Regions from separate parts of the Mus musculus genome. Here region 1 is linked to region 2. The links are chromatin contacts, called in public Hi-C maps. All regions are on one chromosome and are shown on one strand. Each heading gives the region's core, a stretch centred on a gene start, on an enhancer-like site or on the middle of the called end of the contact. The rest is flanking DNA. Distances are from core to core; before and after follow the strand shown.

The links. A called contact is a pair of places that touch in the nucleus more often than the background predicts.
Region 1: a contact with region 2 is called in a Hi-C map of nephron progenitors, with 1.9 times the contacts expected there. The contact joins the enhancer-like site here to the promoter of Tph2 in region 2. A contact is called at or near these places in 6 of 39 promoter capture datasets (the HPC-7 cell line, cranial neural crest, embryonic stem cells and 3 more), 23 of 484 Hi-C or Micro-C datasets (the G1E-ER4 cell line, the HPC-7 cell line, embryonic fibroblasts and 5 more), 4 of 115 datasets of contacts at active chromatin or transcription factors (all in embryonic stem cells) and 3 of 9 other capture datasets (adipose tissue, embryonic stem cells and pancreatic islet).

What each region holds. Positions count from the first base shown.
Region 1 is chr10:115,294,525-115,299,435 of GRCm38.p6, reverse strand. Rab21 (RAB21, member RAS oncogene family) reads left to right here. Exons shown (of 7, transcript NM_024454.1): 4 at 545-608; 5 at 3,953-4,007; 6 at 4,477-4,565. Among named protein-coding and RNA genes, the nearest start is that of Rab21, 19 kb to the left of the region's middle. Within about 2 kb of position 2,690, at least 13 of the 459 cell types and tissues checked have an H3K27ac peak or open chromatin away from gene starts, as enhancers often do.
Region 2 is chr10:115,182,357-115,186,789 of GRCm38.p6, reverse strand. Tph2 (tryptophan hydroxylase 2) reads left to right here and starts at 1,768. Exons shown (of 11, transcript NM_173391.3): 1 at 1,768-2,005; 2 at 3,891-4,034. The coding sequence starts at 1,901.

The DNA.
Region 1 (4,911 bases), core at 1,441-3,940, 110 kb before region 2:
GTGTGTACTGTAGTTGTCATTGCTACTGTAGTTGTCCTCTACCTGAGGTTCTCACCAGGGGATGACAGAAATCTGTAGACATCTTTAGCTGATATCATGAGAGAATGATGGTGGAGGCCAGGCGTTCCACTAGCCAGTCACATCTATCAAAGGGCTGTACCAGACACTGTGGCAGTAGTGCCAAGGGAAAACTTTTGTCAGACACTAAGGAATGAAATCTTATCTTGTCATGTACACTTTTTTTTCCTCTTCTAAAGGCCATAATATAGAAGTCTAAAGGCTATAACATAGGAATCAATTAAGGCTTGATCAAAATGACTATGGTCATACCCTCCTAAGTCCAAAGTGACTCTGTTACAAATGCCTTAATACCAGGTGCTGGACTTCACAATGTTTGTTCTGGCAAATAGCTTTGCTTGAATGTATGAAAAAAATGTATAAAACCTTGTAATTAGAGTTGTGTTTTTACATAAACACGGGGTTAGGTGTTGTGGAACTAATTCCCCTAAGATCTGTTTTCATGTTTGCTCTGTTGTGTACACAGGTAAAAAACTGGGTCAAAGAATTACGAAAAATGTTGGGAAATGAGATCTGTTTGTGTATAGTTGGTGAGTATTAGTACTGGTTTACGTTTACTGTCCTTTGTTTCTGTGATTATATTTTGGGATCTTTCTAAGTGGCTTGGATGTAAGGGTGTAATCCCAGAACCACCGTTTGACAAACCAACAGTTATAACTGCAGCATCAAACTGTACAAGATATAAAAATATGTATAAAAGTCCACTGCTATTTCAGCAGTAACCATAGACCAGAAAATAAGAAAATTAATGTAAGAGTGTGCTAGTGTAAGCAAAAGGAAAAGGAGAAAAATATAATGTCAGGAAAGAGAAAAGAGCAAGAGGTTAGGAAAGGTAGGAACCATGAAAAGTTCCAATAATGAAAAAGTGTGAAACAGCTGTAAGTTACTGTACGAAGGGAGTGCAAATGAGCCAGCCCATCAGTGGCTCAGCAGACACAAGTCCTCACCGTGGAAGTGCAACCCTGGGGACCCGTCTAAGTGGCGAGAGAACCAACTCTGCAGAGCTGTCCTCCGGCCTCCACACGTGTGCTGGAGCACGCTCCTTCCCTTGCACGTGTGCATCATGCATGTATGATAGTCATTTGTTATCTAGGTAAAAGCATTAGTTTTTCTATAAGGCAAAACCCAACACCAAAATCAAACCTCCAGTAAGATGAAGCCAGAAGTACAGCTGTAGATGTGTGTGTGGAGCAGAGAGGGTTGGGCAATATTGCCAATAATGATAATGTATGAACCAAAACAGATGTCATGTGTAGAGGGGAGTAAACAGGAAAAGCTTTTAGAAATATGATAGTAGAAAATCCTACCGGGCGTGGTGGCGTACGCCTTTAGTCCCAGCACTCGGGAGGCAGAGGCAGGAGGATTTCTGAGTTTGAGGCCAGCCTGGTCTACAGAGTGAGTTCCAGGACAGCCAGGGCTACACAGAGAAACCCTGTCTCGGAAAACCTAAAAAAAAAAAAAAAGAAAATCCTGCTTGTGATGTAGTAAGAGAGGAGCTGGAGAGATGGCTCAGTGTTGAGAGCACTTGAGCACTGTTGCAGATGCGCAGTTCAGAGGATCCAGCCCCTGACCCCCATGGGTACCTGCCACCTCCATACACTGTACACTGTGCACATAAATTAATGCAGGCATACGTATATACACATGATAAATTATTAAATTTTTCCCAAAGACGTAATGAAAAGGAAAAAAAGATATGAAAGGCCAAAAAAAGTGTTGGATCTGGTCCTTCTGCTCTCTACACTGCCTTCAGGGCTCTCCGGCCACCAGGCTGCTGCAGATTAAGTTGAGCCTCCCTGTCCTGTGGCGGTTCTCATTATTAAGTTCTCCAGGTAGCTCATCCACAGACAGGTTCTCTCAAAACGGTGCCTAGCTCTTGCCCTCCCAGTCATGCACTCTGATAGATGGGGTCCTCTCCATGCTGTCCACCTCTCCAGAGGAGTTACTGTCTGACCAAAATCCACAGCTGTTGTGAGCTAGTGAGGGCTGTCGGCTCATCATGAGGTGCAATGCTAGACTCCCAGGGGGGCTGGAGTCCTAGGGATCATTGTGCTAAATGCAGTGTCCCAGCTCAGGGTTTGTGTAGTTAACAGTCGTGTCACCTCATTGCTTTTATATAGAGATAGTTAATAAAAGCTTCATCTCCCTTTTAGAAGTATTGGTTGGTCACATTTTCCCATGTTCTAATATAATGTACGTACATATATATTGTATACATAATACATGTGCATGTGTGAATGTGTGTGAGAGAGAGACAGAGAAGCAAAAGATGATCATTATGAGCTTTGCCTAGCCTGGAACTCCCAGAGATCTCCTGCCTCTGCCATCCAGGTTCTGGGATTAAAGGCATATGCCACCACATCTGGCTTGATTTATTTTTATTATTTTTAGTTATATGTGTGTGAAGGGGTATGTATATGTGAGTGCACGTTCCCACGAAAGTCTGAGGCCCTTTCTTCTTGGAGCTGGAGTTACAGTTAGCTATGAGCTGACCAACATGGGTCAAGAACTGAATTCTCTGTGTCCTCTGGAAGAACACAGTATGCTCTCCCAACCACTGAGCCCAGCCCCGCAATGAAGTTTTGTGGAAGACCTGCCACCAGGTGGCTTCTTGTATTTATAGAGTAAGACAGCTTGCTCGCTCTCTGATTACCGTCCAGTGTACTGACTATAACATGTATTGGATTGAGTTTTTATTGACAGACTGTAATGTAGACTGTGAAATTACTGTGGTTCTTGTAGCGTTGTGGCTCTGTTCAGAGCATAGTGTCTCTGCTGACGTGCTTGGCGCACACTGGCCACACTGACTTTAGTGTCCCCTGCTCACACTCATCCTTTTGCATTTGTTGCAGCTCAGAGTTAAGTACTCAGATTATCCGAGGTCTTCAGTAGAGACCTCTGCACTTGGGCTTCTCAGTGATAAATGTTTCATCTCTCATTGGGTGCTGTGTTTATTCCGTTATAAAGTTTATTTTATTCTGAGAGTTAAAACGGAAGAAAGGAAACTATTTGTTTCTAGTGTGTTTTCTTACATTGCTTCTCCCCTGTTCTTATCTGTTTGTGGTTTCTGTGACCTTCACCCTCTATCCAGCCAGTTCAGCTTCTGTCCACTGCTCTAAAATAAGACCCTTTTTGTTTTTGTGTTGTTTTCTTTTTCGTATCTAAATTTTGGTTCTACTTGGTTGTTTTGTTTGTTTGATTTTTTTTTTCTTCAACAAAATCTTGGCTTAGATCCATTGTTTAAGGAAAACTAAGCAAACTCTCAGTAACTTTAAATCTATATGGCATGTATATATTACCTGGTAAAACAGCACTAAAATTGTTTGTCAACAATATCCTTAAAGCCGCTATGGTGGAGGAGTACTTAAAAATTCACACATTAAAATTTTTTACTTAAACTTAAAGTTTATGTTATCAAATAAAAGAGTTTCATTTTAGAACCCAAGATGGAAGCATACTATAGTTTAGTAAACCAATATTTATACTTAATTATTGATTGGCTTTAAGTTGATTGGAAATAAAGAATTTTAAAAAACATGTATATATACTTTAATAAAAACAAACAAACAAACAAAAAAACCGACTCTTCTTTCTCATGAATCTTAGCCCCTGCTGTGCCTTATGGTCTCTGAGGAAGAGCGATTGTTTGCCTCTGTCAGGCTGAAAGTTCAGGTCATAGCCACACTGACCCATGTGCAGGAGGAGGTGGGACTGTGAACGGCTCTCATCTTTGTGATGAGACATTTGGAAGGCTGATGGGGATTACTGTTATTTTTTTTTTTCAAATAATTAGTCACAATTATATATTTACGATTATCTGATTTTATTAAAAATAAATCAATATTAAAGATAGTGTTTCCTTTTTTCACATTAGGTAATAAAATAGACTTGGAAAAGGAGAGGCACGTCTCTATTCAAGAAGCAGAATCGTAAGTGTCATGCTCCCCCATGGTGGTGCTCCCCAGTGGGTGTTCCCCCATGGCAGTGCTCCCCAGTGGGTGCTCCCTTACTGTGCCCATGGATGGTTCACTTTCACAAACCCTCAGGGAGGGCTGAGCACTTGTTCTCAGGAAGCAATGTTTGTCCTTCAGAGTGGTGGGCAGCTGGCAAGAGTAAGGTATTTCTCCTGATTTCATTAAAAATGAGGACTATGTGGAGGAGTTATCAAGGGATTACAAAGACTTGTAAGGTATTTTGCGTTCCAAATAAGTGTATAAAAATTTTAATCATTTTTTTCTAAATTTGATTCAATATATAGAGAAATTAAATAGCTAAATAACCTTAGTGTAACTAAAATTGGATAAGTTAGTAGTCAATAAAGGTGACTTTAGTCACTAAATTTGCTATTGTAGAAAGCTTTATGCCAATGACTCTTTTCTTCTTGTTTTCTTTGTTAAGGTATGCAGAGTCTGTGGGAGCCAAGCATTACCATACTTCCGCTAAACAGAACAAAGGCATTGAGGAGCTCTTTCTCGACCTTTGTAAAAGTACGTATACGCATGTCAGTACATTTAAAAGTGGCTTTAAAACTGTTACTAATGTTTCCATCCAGGAATAGTGGTGCACATCTTTATCCCAGCGATCCGAGGGCCGAGGTAGGAGCAGCTCTGAGTCTGAGGTTAGCTTGGTCTACAGAGTGAGATCCAGACCCTGCCTCAAAGAAAAAAGCATTGTTCATTTTTCTAAAGTGATAGTTTGCCAATTTCTGTTAATGAAAGCAGGAGAAAAATTTAGGATGTGTCTGTACTGTCACTACTTGGTGACACCCTTCAATTCATGTTTTACAATCTTGGGACTTTTGTCTTTTTAAGCAGTAACTTCTGGGTTGGAAGT
Region 2 (4,433 bases), core at 519-3,018:
ACATTTTGTTATGTTGTTCCCTATATTTTAGACCATCCCCTTGCTGTTTTCCATTACCTATGACACTGCCAAAATCACTTTTAAAAAATTCAGTTCAAATAACTCCCTCAAGAGTCTTAGGACTCCATAGCATATGTAGTACTGACCACTCTGTGTCTTGTGCTTTTTGTGTCTTCTGCAGAGAGGTTGACACTCTTTGTTCTACTTGGTTATTGCACAGCTTGATTCTCTCAGATGGACTGTGATCTCTGTGGGTCAGTGCTGTGTTGGACACTTCTTTGCATCCTCAGGATTCAGTTCCCAATGCTTAATATAAACTCAGAGCTCAACAAAAAGTTTTTGAGTTATACATCTGTTCTTATGTATAGCTCTATAGTCTGTGATCCGTTGAGTCCACTTTTCTTCACACCCTTCTCCTTATTTGGAGTACTTGGGGAGATTGTACAGTGTAATGGTAGAGAAAGCCAAAATTGCCTGAATTAAAATCCTACTTTGAACATTCTTTATTTGTGTGAGCACGTGAACCTTTGTTAATTTACCTACAGCTTTTGTGCCTTAGTATACATACACACATATATACACACACATGCATACACACACACACACACACACACACACACACACACACACACACACACAATCAGTAACTCTTTGTGAGTGTTGTTATGATGACTGTTCTGACATACAAACATGCATAGAAAGTGTCCAGAATTAGCATTGTCAACCATCATTTTTCATAATTACTTCGGTTCATTTATTAACACTTGCTTTTCCTATTAGCTGCTCAGTGCTGGTTTTCAGAGGACAAGTAAGCTGGATGATTATTTCCAGAGTTGGATCAAACAAAAATCCTAAACCCTCAAGTCTCCAGAAACAATTAAAATCCAACCAATGTTAACATATACAGTCTTGCTTTGAAGAACCTTCATTCTGCTTTCTACATAATCAAACTGTATAGGTCCCAGATTTTGGTTAGTTCTTCAGTTAAACATGTGCTCTTGCTTAAGAATTTTCCATTCTTCAAAGGATTGTCAAGCTTTCCTGTGGCTTTCTAAAGTTGGAAAAGTACAAATATAATCTTGTCTATGCCTGTCAAATTGCTGGGTCTGATCAGGTCATAGATGGAGAGCAATAAAATTGTATCAGAAGAGTATCAAAGGAATGATGGGCCTATGGGCATTTCATTTCCATATATTTCTTACTTAATGAAGAACATTCTAGAAGGTTAGCATCTGAGCTAAGTTCAAGCCTCGAATTTCAAAAGCCTGAATATCCTTCTACATGGAAACACCATGGGTTTTGGAAGCAGACTTCTTATGAAAGCCGTCACACACACACACACACACACACACACACACACACACACACACACACAGGTAAAATTTGCATAATGTAACGTCATGCCAGCAGAAAAGCCTTTCTTAAGTTATTTTTTTACTTTTATAAAATACAAAGCACTTAAATTCATAGTTACTTAAAGACGGAGGGTAACCTTCCAATAGCAGACTTGAGATTCAAAATTAGACGACGGCTGTTTTGTTGCAAGAAAAAAAAATAATAACCCTGATGTATTGTTCCCCTCCATCTCTTCCCAAAGAGCTACTCGACCTACGAAACAAACAAATCTCATCAGGAGCACAGATAACCCCAAGCTTCAGACGTGTAATCTGACTGTGGCCATCAGCAACCAGAAATGAGTTTTTTCTAATCAGCTTTCCATCAGTCCTCAGTCACTCATATAAAGGAACACGGGGAGGGGAGGAAGCGCACTGCTCTTCAGCACCAGGGTTCTGGACAGCGCCCCGAGCAGGCAGCTGCCACTGCAGTTCCTCCTTCATCTCTGCCAAGGCCGCCCCTCTGGTCCCCCCTGCTGCTGAGAAAGAAAATTACATCGGGAGCCATGCAGCCCGCAATGATGATGTTTTCCAGTAAATACTGGGCCAGGAGAGGGTTGTCCTTGGATTCTGCTGTGCCAGAAGATCATCAGCTACTTGGCAGCTTAACAGTGAGTATCGAGTATCTGGCAGTCTCCGGTGTTCTCTAGGGCATCAATGGTCTTAACCTCACCATATGGACACCTGCTGTAGAGTAAGCATGAAGTTCAACTCCCTTTTCCTCAGTCGTCTTGTCTTACTGCCTCCTTTCTGTCTGCCTCAGCTCTCCACAAAGTACAAGCAGCTGGGCGAGTTGCTGGGAGATAAACTCTCCTCAAATAGAAAGTGAAGTTCCCTATCGTGAAGAATGAAAGATTATGTGAACCAATGTGCTAAATTCACTCCTCCTTCAAAGTATAGAACTTGAAAGGCTGATAAGGAAGATTTGGGAGAAAGAATTAAATACATCTCTCTGGTTTCTACAAGGCAATATTGTCTCCTATGCCCTACAGAGCTAATATGTGTATTCTTGAGATTAAGTGCAGGTTTTGGAATAAAAGAGGAACCAGGGCCCTTCAAAGGTTTCCCTGCATGCCACATTACTCTCCCTTTAAAGCTTAATTGATGGAAGAGTTAAGGAAGCATTCTGTTTGCTTCAATATTTACAAGATGTGTGTGTGTGTGTGTGTGTGTGTGTGTGTGTGTGTTTAAAATACTAACATTAAAGAATGGTATTTGAAGAGTTACAGTTCTTGCAAAGGTTTAGGTCTTAATTTGACCAACAGTTATGAGCTTTAATAAACACAGTGGTTTGATTTGCTAACATGCAATAAAATACACATCCAAGGTTCTGTCATTAAAATTTTAAGGGATGCTTCACCGTTGTCCTTCCTGTTTATCAACCAATTGCAAATTCAGCTCGTCAGAGAAAAATTGGGTTAATGCCATAGCTCCAAGTATGTCCATTCTATTTATTACCCACAAACGCTGAAAAACAGTCACAGCAACTTTCTTAGCACTATTTAAGTCGATTTGCGAAAATGAGGCCAAAATGTAAAATAGCTTTTCTAATACTCAAGTATCATGAATATTTGTATGAGGTGTTACATTGAGGAATTCCGAAGCTGTAATAAACGGCAAGAAGAAAACCACGAAGCCCTTCAGTTATGGTTAATGTATGACACTTTCCCATAAAAATGCACCTTAGACATATGAGACACAGGCATTACCTGGAGAGGGGGGAGCAGATGTTGGGAATAGGAAGACATTTGAGCTTCTAATGGCTAAATATACTGTCAAGTACCAGTGCCAGCATAAACTCCTTCTCTCCCTCAACTCATAAATAATAAAATATCTATTCCTATTATATATAAACTCGGTGAGGGAGGTTATCTTAATGCATGGAAATAAAGCCAGTAGTGAAATAGGAGGAAGACAATGGTAAATCACTTACCACTGGGTTCCATGTAAATGTGCAGGTCTTAGTTCCACGAGGATGTAGTAGACTGGTATGACTATGGTACCTCACCATTAGCCAGGAAGACAGATCTCTGTTTGCCCAACTCTGCACCATAATCTTACATTGTCTGTCAAATGGGACATTCCTAGGTTTGTTTTTTCAAGTTCTGCAGTGTGCTCTGATTTTTGCTAGACTCTGTTATTCCTATCCTTAGCTGGAAGAACTTAGTCATTACTCAGATTGTCGTGTGTGCCCCTAATGGTTAGCTAGCTGGTTTTCTTTCTCTCTCATGCCTTTCCAACTGCCTGTCCTATATGTGGCTGAAACGTAGTAGTCACTTTCCAGACTCAACTGTCCACGGAGGGATTCACTGGGCACGCTGCTCTGTCACTGACTGCCTCAGTGAGCAGGAAGATTCAGACTTGGGTCCAAAGGCAACTCCACTTTGAGTTGGTATGATGGGTGGGGCTTGCAGCTTTTAAGAGGAATCTCTGGATAAATTGAATCATTGAAACCTCTGGGGTAGAACTGACTCTTGTGCTTCTACTTTCTTGAAGCAAAATAAGGCTATCAAAAGCGAGGACAAGAAAAGCGGCAAAGAGCCCGGCAAAGGCGACACCACAGAGAGCAGCAAGACAGCGGTAGTGTTCTCCTTGAAGAATGAAGTTGGTGGGCTGGTGAAAGCACTTAGACTATTCCAGGTAAACACAGAGCACTCGTTCTTCTGTATCCTCAAGGTGGCTATGTGCCTGGTGATAGACTTGTTCCCTGTCATTAAGGCATTTCTGGGTAACATGGCAAAAGAGTCAAAGGAACCAAATGTCACAAAGCTTTAAAAAGGGAGTTTACTCTGCCCAACAGTGAAATAAGCAGGTTTATGTGAGCTGTGATTTATTAATTCAGACTCAGCCAATAGCAACTCTGTTACTTGTTGCCAGATGAAGTCTGTAATTCAAAAATGTGAGCTTTAAAGTAGAAAATGCAACACACACACATACATACAATACACACATACATATAGACAAAACACACATACACAGAACACACACATACACATAGACAAAACACATACACAGAACACACACATACACACACAATGC